2 separate regions of the Drosophila melanogaster genome follow, and region 2 is linked to region 1. The links are chromatin contacts, called in public Hi-C maps. All regions are on one chromosome and are shown on one strand. Each heading gives the region's core, a stretch centred on a gene start, on an enhancer-like site or on the middle of the called end of the contact. The rest is flanking DNA. Distances are from core to core; before and after follow the strand shown. Region 1 holds the start of pum (pumilio). Region 2 holds the start of RhoL (Rho-like).

Region 1 (4,649 bases), core at 673-3,172:
ACGTACCCACCGGTCGTCCGCGCGGTCGTCCAAAGGCCAATGCTGCACCCGTCGAGAAGCACGAGGACAATGACGACGATCAGGACGATGAGAACTCCGGGGAGGAGGAACACAGCTCGCCTGAGAAGACGGTAGTGGCGCCGAAGAAACGTGGACGTCCCTCTCTTGCCGCTGGCAAGGTGTCCAAAGAGGAAACAACAAAGCCCCGTAGTCGCCCAGCGAAAAATATTGATGACGATGCAGATGATGCTGATTCCGCCGATCAGGGCCAACACAACTCCAAGAAGGAGTCGAACGACGAGGACCGTGCCGTGGATGGGACACCAACCAAAGGAGATGGCCTCAAATGGAACTCCGATGGCGAAAATGATGCCAACGACGGTTATGTTTCGGATAACTACAACGATTCCGAATCGGTAGCTGCCTAAAACATACAATTTATAAACATTTCCACACACCCCTCCCCAAAAATCAACACAAAAAAAAAAGAATGTTGTAAAAGCAAAAAAAAAAAAACGAAAAAAAATCTGCAAGTAAGAGAAGAAAACACAAAAATGGATAGGACCTACTTGGACTTTAGAGAACCTTCCCCTCCTAAAACAACACACTTTGTCTACATATATATTCCGATTTATTGCTGAGAAATCGGACAAACCGTTTACAACTGCACTGCACTGTAATGACGACACATAGCTCGGAAAACGATTTCAACTTGGATTGAAATTACCAAATAAATAACACATAAATAACATATTTGGGGAAGATTTCAAGTTCCGAAGTAGAACTGAACTTTATTGTAACAACAAATTTGATTTGATTGCAGAAATTTCAATCGTATACAAGTTTAAATAAACCTACTATACCTAAAAAAATTTTGTGTAATTTAGTTTTTATATATATCATTTAACATATATTATCTATTGATATAAACCAGATGGAAAAATATGTAAATCCATGGTTGTATTGATTCTTTATATACAGTGTTCACTGTACTTTACATTATATGGTCACTCTGAAGAAAGTGAAGTTATAAACGGTAATTGTTGTAATGCTATTTTAACAACATTAAAACTAGGGCAACTAGTTAAATGCATTATAGAACATAAAAATCAATTAATTTCTCTAATGGGATAGTAAATGAAATTATAACTTACATATAGTAGTATGCTAAATTTTTGGTATCTTAGAACTATTGGAGAGTGTTTCTCAGTGCGCTTCGCAATGGTATATTTGAACGGTCGAGCTGCGGTCACACTAAATGTTCGCGCGTAAGAAGAAGCAGACCTAGAACGGCGTGCTTGTAATATGTAAATTTTTCAAATAAGCTAAGGTGTGAGTACCCAACAGCTATAAAATATGAAAAGTATTTTAAAACTGCCAGCCTTATGCTGATAGTTCGACAGCATTGTTTACATTTCCAATCGGCGGTAAATCACAATCAAATTTGCGGCTGCGAAAAAAGATCACAAATTGATAAAAAAAAAAGCCGCAAACAAAAACAAAACAAACACCCTGGTGCGTGTGTATGTATGCGCGAGTGTTGGTCTGTGAATGTGTGTGCTCAAGTGTGTGTTTGTGTGCGACTGGCGTCTGATCAAATTTGGCATGCCCCTAAAATCGATTGATAAATAATATATAAACAATTTGGCTGGGGCAGCGTAATTCATTTGCCAGGGTGAATATAAAAAAGGGGGTGATGATAAAAGAACAAGAAAATGTGTAATCAATTTATATAAATATTTTGCGCGCATGTTAATAAAAGTAAAATAAATTGTCGGTCTTTTGCGCTCGCACCCCCGCTCTTGCTCTCTCTCGCACTCTGTGGGCATGCTCACTCGTTCTCTCTGTTGATTTCGCACGTTTGCCAACACTGCTCTCATTTTGGGGGGTTCTTGTTCTCTCCTCTCTCTCTAGCTCTTTGTTGTAGTTGTATTTGGCCAGTGTGTCTTTGCATTTCGCTTTTATTATCGTTCTGCGACGGACGGCGGCGACGTTGAAGAAATTCCTGGCCGATTTCTTCTTCATCATCCTGTGTAAATAATTGTAATTTAAATAATCTAAATTTCGTATTTAACGAAAGCACACACACCATCAAATCAATGGAAATGCAAACGAGAAGGCTTTTTTAAGTGCATGTGTAAGTGTTTCAAAAAAGGAAATGAACAAAAAAAAACAGCTAAAAACCGTAAAGTACTCCTGTTTCGTTTTACATTGTCATCATCGGGTTTCCTTTTCCATTTCGGCGGCATGAGTGTATGTGTGCATTTCCAGACCGCTTTTTGTACATATGCAAACATGTATAAATAGTTTGCGAAATTAATTCGTATTTTGCCCGAAAAAGGTAAAAATCAATTAAGTGTGTGCCTGAATAATTTATATGATTCCTTTCTTTTTGTTTGGTTGGTGAACAAATTTTTCCGATTGTGCGTATGTGTGCGAATGTGTGTGTTTCATTATTTCCTTATACCATCGTGTTCTTCCTTTTGAGCGGTGGCCATTTGGCTGCTCTGCTTCTTCCTTCTCCCCGCGTCCCCCCGCCAAACCATTCAGCTCCCTCTTACGTGTGTGTGTGTGCTCTCTCGCTCTTTCTCTCTCTCGGGACGCCTTGCAATTGTATATATGTGCTTTTCCCAATAAGAACGCCTAACTACCAACTAAAATATTAAACAATTCAAATGGTTTTAATTCCTAATTACTTATTGGCCGCACCTCCTTTGTTTTGTCCGCCATCTCTTTTATGGTTTATCTTTATGTTTGTTTTTATATATACCCCCCTCCCCTAGAAGTGTGGGTGTGTGCGAGCTTCCAGGGGCACAGCATTCGCGTTCTCTCTCTTCCTTTTCGCATGCTGCACTTGTCTCTCCTTTTTTGGGGGGCTTCTTGGGAGGCACGAAAGGACCGAAAGGGAGAAATGGAGATATAATTCTCGTAAACAACCCAAAAACAAAAAAAAAAATAATAAAATAAAAGACCGACCCACTCGCATTCTTTTCGCTGAAAACGTAACCTCAAATGTTTGCGGCCGCCTTTCGCCTTCGTCTTCGTTTCGTTTTCTTCGCCATTCGTTCTGTCGCATTCGCTCATCGTCTGCCGGCATCGTTCTTGTTGTTGTTCTTGCTCCTCTGTGTGTATGTTAATTTTATATGTTTTCCATTTTCGACCGCCCCACCACCCCCCGCTATACGTCTTTCCGTGTGCTTTCCGCGGGAGGCGCTATAACAATAATTCTGTTCACAAGTTTTCCAGATATGTATAAATTCTTAGATGTTAAACAAGCCGCTATACGTCTTTCCGTGTGCTTTCCGCGGGAGGCGCTATAACAATAATTCTGTTCACAAGTTTTCCAGATATGTATAAATTCTTAGATGTTAAACAAGCCGATCTACAATGTAACCAGATTTTAAAAAGGGATTTTGTTTCTGTTTTCATTGGATTCCATATTTTGTACAATGGATATTATTATAATCCCAAACTATTATAGAATTTCATGTTAAAAGAGTAAAACAGGATTTGAATAATCAGATCTAAAGATCATTTTCATAATGTTGAAATGCAATGGTCCTAATGGTGATTTATAAAATTTCGTTAAAACCTTTTTGGAACTGCAACATAAACGCCATTGTTATCGTGTGCCAACTTTTTGTTACGGTTGCTAAGCACTTACGAATAGATAAAGTCTGAAAAGTTATGTATTGATAGTCACTGATAAAACTAGCCTGCATCGTAATTTATTAAGAGTATTAATCCAATCGGTCTTCAAAGAAACCAAATTATATTTTCCGTATTTTTCGAGCATGATTCAGCGCTGCGTTGTTCTTCTATGGATAGTCTGCTTCTGCGACTTGTTCTTGGGGCTCCTGTTCCTCAAACGTAAACGCAACGCACACACTCCCCCCCCCCCCCCGCAATTCACCACTTATCGGCATCTACTTTGTTATTGTTTTCGTAATGGGGAAATCATGGCTAATATTTGCCTTAGTCGTCTTTCAGTTTTAGAAGAAATTGTTTTGCTTTTACGCGTGCCTTGTGCGTTTTATTTTGTTGATTATTATTATGTGCCCTGTCTGCTGTCTGTGTTATCGGAATCTTTTCTTTACCATGACCAGCTCAAAGTTTTTAATCGCACAAAAGTACAGTGGTTCGAGTGTCGTATTGAATTGGGAATAAAAACTAGCATCATATAAAAAGTTATTTGATTCGAAATCGATAATTTCTCAACAATTTATTTCCAAAAACTACTGCGTTTACTAATCACAGTTTACACTTTAATTTCTCATTGCAGTTTGTGTATATTTTCATCATTAAAACGTCGTGTAAATTAAAATTCATCCTAATTATAATTAATAAACTACATTAATAAACGGAAATTCCACAATTCTCAACAAGAAATCTGTAAAAATTCAAGTTTTAACCAATTCTCATACGTAATTAAATAAATAAAGTTCAGTTTTGTTAAGTCCCAAAAACAACAGCTGTGCAACTGTGTAAAATATTATTCATAATTTTGTGTAAATTTATGTAAAAAAAAAAAAAAAAACAAACCAACCACGACAACCAAACCAAACGAAGCAAATTCAATTTTTTTGATCAAAAAGTGTGTGAAAAATCTCAGCAAAGCCTGTAAAATAAATATTAAATATATTAAGCAA
Region 2 (4,568 bases), core at 759-3,258, 270 kb before region 1:
TTCGAATCATATTTATGCCTAGCTCATTTGTTTAAAATTTCGTTGTGAGCAAGTTTTATTTATTTATTAAAAAATGGTCTTTTAAATGGTTATCTTGAAAGATCCGAAAAAGAAAAATGAAATAATAATCTTTTAGCTATGACGTGAACCAAAGAAGCGGTAAAATACGGTCCGACTTGTTATACATATAAACAATCAATCAAAAGAAAGATTGATATCGGAGTTAATTTCTTTAAATTTTTCGGAAGCCTGTCCTTATCTTCCAGTGTGACGGCTGTTTTTTCCTCTTGCGTCCAATGAAGAATGAAGAATATCTTAATTAATCTACATATTTTGGGCATGCTTAAATTTCCATTTCTTAAGTCATGGAATCAGCAATATAAATTAGAGATCTTTTACGGGCTTTTTTCTTTGTTTTCTAATTTCTGGTGTTCATTTATTGTGTTTGTAACAATCTAACATCTGTTGAAAATTATAGCTTCCTAAAGCTTTTTGCCAAATTCTCGTTTAATCCTTGGCAACAGTTTGTCAGATGTAGGTTTCTTTTATTTATTTTAGGTTTCCAACTAAGGTGCAATGCCCCGCAGTTTCTGAACACTGCCACATGCGCATTTGATTGGGGATCACTCCTAGCCTTCCACGATTGTTATTGGATCTAGTTATATTTGTTTTTGTCACTTCAGTCCTCCCCCCCATGATTCGCTGTTCCAGGCCGCTTGCACGAGATAAGATATAAAATATGAGTGCTGTTCAGAAATAGCAACACTGCACTCCGCTCCCTTCGGTCCGGACAGACCGGAAACGGGAAATGGAGACACTCTGCAACATTATCTGGTCTCGCCCCTTGGCTATGCATAGTCGCCCTTTCTAGCCTGCGAATTTGATTCCTTACAGTATTTCACCCTGCGACCTTGGGAACAATTTGCATCCCAGCCACATTGAGTTACTCCTGTGAGTGCTCCTTAGTGCTCCGCCGCACCTGCTCATATCTTTTGGTACAATTCCCATTGTCAAGAGTCTTCCAGAAGTATCTTTGGTGTTTGCAGTAGTGGCACACATGTTGCTCATGTGTTCGCTTAAGTAGCTATCCCTAATTGGAAATGCTGCACATTCATATTTGTGTATTAATAATTTTCCGGCTCTTCTCTTTGCTGTGACCGCCCGACTTTTTGGGTCTGGGTCGAAGCCTTTGTCACTTGACCTTTATTCTTTGTACGGCAGTGACTTGCCCAGTGCAGTGGTAATTCTAATTAATGTAGTGCCCCATCAACGTGTCGGCTAATTGAACTCATGTACGCCAGTGCCACATACTCGCAGTAAACGCATTTTATTCGGTCTAACCCGCAAGGCGGTTCTTTGGCTTAATTACCCCTACATCGGACAGATATAAAGCCCAGTTTGGAGGCACGCACTTGCGGAATGTCGTTGATTAATGGCTTATGCCAGATACTCGGGTTGCAGGGCGGGATATTACGCAACAGGATTTGTAGCTCACAAGTAGCTTTAAAGTAGTATTTTGCGTTCTCAGTTAAGTAATTGCGTGAGTAGTTCAGTCTTAATAATTTGACGCACTTCGAAGTTTGATTCAAACGTTTTATTCGTAGTAGAAAATGCGTAAATAGAAGTAACTAATTTATCATTATGAACTTATTTATGGTGGTTTTTAATCATGGGCTTATTTATGTACTTATATGAGCATTGAGCTTCTGTATTCTAAAAATAAGCATTCAAACCAAAATGTTATCAACTTGAATACGAAACATTAAGTTGGAATTGCAGACATCACATCATTTACTCAAAAAGAAATGCAAAAATATTTATAGGGATTAGAAACCTGGAGCTGTAGTTCGCCAAATTCTTCTTATCCAAACCGAAACCTTTGATAAGGAAACATTGTGTGCCAAGTGCTAAGAGAGAGAGCTGCTCCACCGCGCTCTCTTCGTTCGCTCTTCGCGTATCTGCGAGCTACTCGAACTCTGCGAGCTAAACGAATCGGAATCGCCAAAGGTTCAGTTGTTCGACGACATCGCGTGCGATCGGTTGTTGCTATTCGTTTATCCGGTTTTATACTCTCGCCGCCGCCAGTTCGAGTAATCCACATCCACACTGCGATCAAGTCGCACGTCATCGCCAGCCAGACGTGTTGTTCGATTGATTATTGCAAATAGTACGCATACGGATAAAAGTACGGGCACACAAGTCCCGTATCTAAAAGTACGTCCAGTTCAAAGCGTCTACGCAACACTCGTATCCCACTAAGTTCATCCTCGCCAGCAGCTAGCTGGCCAAATGTCGAATCCAGCGCAGAATGAATTCAATAACACCCAATTGCGACGACCTTGCGATGGTGTGGGCGCTCAGTGGGTCTGCGATTGCACGAGCTGTTAAAATAACAACATTTATCTTTGGCTGTAAACACTATTAGCATAGATCTCACTCACTGGGAGAGTTATCTTCGTGATCGTTCCTCCTTTTTCACCATCACCTGAGTCACTTTGTATTGCGCTCACGTCACCGCACCCCCCCCCCCCCCCCACCAAACCTCCCCCGATCCGACCGCCCATCCGTCCACAGCTCTGGAATGCCAAGTTGTTTCGGTTTACGATCCCAACTCTCTTGCTCTCGCTTCCTCTTCCAGTCCCAATTCCAATTCCAATCGCTGTTGTGGGGCTCTCTTATTCTTCGGGGATCTTGGCAGGCGACTTGATTCTCCACCATAATGGGCTCGATACCATTTTTAGTTATCAAACAATTATATGGTTACACAGCCATTTAGAGGACGTCGCAGGAAACCGAGTACGTGAATCGCCTGTCGCCCCAATCCAATACAATCCATAATGTCGCTAATCAATTCATTGCGACCTATGGCACAATAAACACTCCGCATTAACCTCAATTAATTTACCTAATTGGCAGCGCGTGCCCTTGCAATCTGCCCGGATCCAATCTGATTCTGGGGATTCGATGGCTCCTCTGACCAGGTAACCATGGGTTTTCGCCATGGTTCCACATCCACTTATCGCCGTTGCTCTTTCAAGTCCAATTCCCTATGTACACCGCATTCACCGACATCTATCTTATCTAATCAGTTTATTAAATACAAAAACCCATGCGAGAAACCATAAAAATACATGCACATATACAGTTCGTATATTTTTCGCAACAAGAAGCAGAGTTGAATAAAAGTGTTTTTTTTTCGCTTTGGTGTAGAATAGAAATAGGTGTCTATATAGAAATGTACCTACCTATATAGACGATTTGGAGTACCAATTCGATCTGGTTTTGGGCGTACGATTAGTTATACTGCTGCTCCACTGCAAGTTCTAATAAAACGAAATTCTTAAGAAACTCAAGCCGAGTAATCTTAGTTATATAAAAGAATTACCTACATTCTACTGACGTCGCTTCACATTCGTTATTGCGGAATTATTTAATTAATTGCGTAGTCGGATGATCCATCTATACGTATAATTCACTTATTGACTAACTCCGCCTTTGTGTAACTGAGTTATTTGTGGACCGTCTGCTATATGGGAACGGGAATCCAACTGATGCATGCACCCATTTATTAAGGAGGCTGATAAGAGACGCCTCCAAGACGAGGTTTGAACTGGAGTGACCCAAGTGAATTGCACATGAATACGAGTAGCCATAGTGCAGATGTGTCGCTTTGAGACCTTTCCTCATCTTGGGAAATCATCGCCACCGAATCAATGCAAAGAAAGAGAGAGTGTGAAATGTGACAAGTCTTGTTCTTGGGACAAGATTCCGAGAACGACGAGTTCGTAACTTGATATGAAAAGTTTACAAGAGGCCAAGCCTGTAGATAACAATGAACTGGAATAAGTTGTTCACGGACTGCCGGGCATGTGCACTTCATGTTTCAAGGGAGTGCATTAAATGCACAGCAATTATGTTTAAATAATTTATTATGTGTATTAATTACGAGCCGCGCGCTCTCGCTCGATACAGTTTCATTTTCATCATCATCGGCCAGCGAGCTTGATAAAGAGTTTCCGCTGTTTTCCGAACTGATAGAAAGGCATAAGTTATGATGATGATGCGGCATTGTACAGGGTAGCAGGGGGGTATTGCCACCCACTTGGTGGCATGCCTGGAAAGTTTCGACCATTGCTCGCACACCTGTTTTTTAATCCACAAGTTTACATCGTGGAACTGAGGAAACTCATTCACGAGTTTGCTTCCTACGTGTTGCTTAATCAGCTGGTTGTATAAATAGAAGAATTCGGTAGCATTGGGACTTAATTATTTGCACATTTCTGTAGTCACTAAAACAGCACCCAAAGCTGTTTGTTTATAATAATTTAAAACGCGTCCAAAGAGGCCAAAACAAAAGTGTGCTGTTTATTTAGTTTCGTTGTTGCTCTCTGGCCAAATTTGTGTTTTTGTTCGCTTTATTTTTTTTTCGCCCATTTTTGCGCTAGTGGCTACCTAATGGTCAATTGTTCATTTGGATTTGTTTACTAATTTGGCAACAAAAGTAGAGAAAAAAAAGCACTGCTTCTATTTGGGGATTCTGCTGCCATTTTGCTGGAACGAACTCATCC

Evidence for each region. Hi-C and Micro-C count contacts between places; a contact is called where the count stands out from the background.
Region 2: a Hi-C map of the Kc167 cell line shows a contact between it and region 1, with 2.2 times the contacts expected there. The contact joins the promoter of RhoL here to the promoter of pum in region 1. A contact is called at or near these places in 5 of 107 Hi-C or Micro-C datasets (the Kc167 cell line, the ML-DmBG3-c2 cell line, brain and 2 more).

What each region holds. Positions count from the first base shown.
Region 1 is chr3R:9,234,298-9,238,946 of dm6, reverse strand. It overlaps pum (pumilio), which reads left to right and starts at 1,922. Exons shown (of 13, transcript NM_001275474.1): 1 at 1,922-2,137; 2 at 4,283-4,649. D1 (D1 chromosomal protein) reads left to right here. Exons shown (of 3, transcript NM_169262.2): 3 at 1-864. The coding sequence ends at 428.
Region 2 is chr3R:9,500,021-9,504,588 of dm6, reverse strand. It overlaps RhoL (Rho-like), which reads left to right and starts at 2,008. Exons shown (of 4, transcript NM_079568.3): 1 at 2,008-2,214.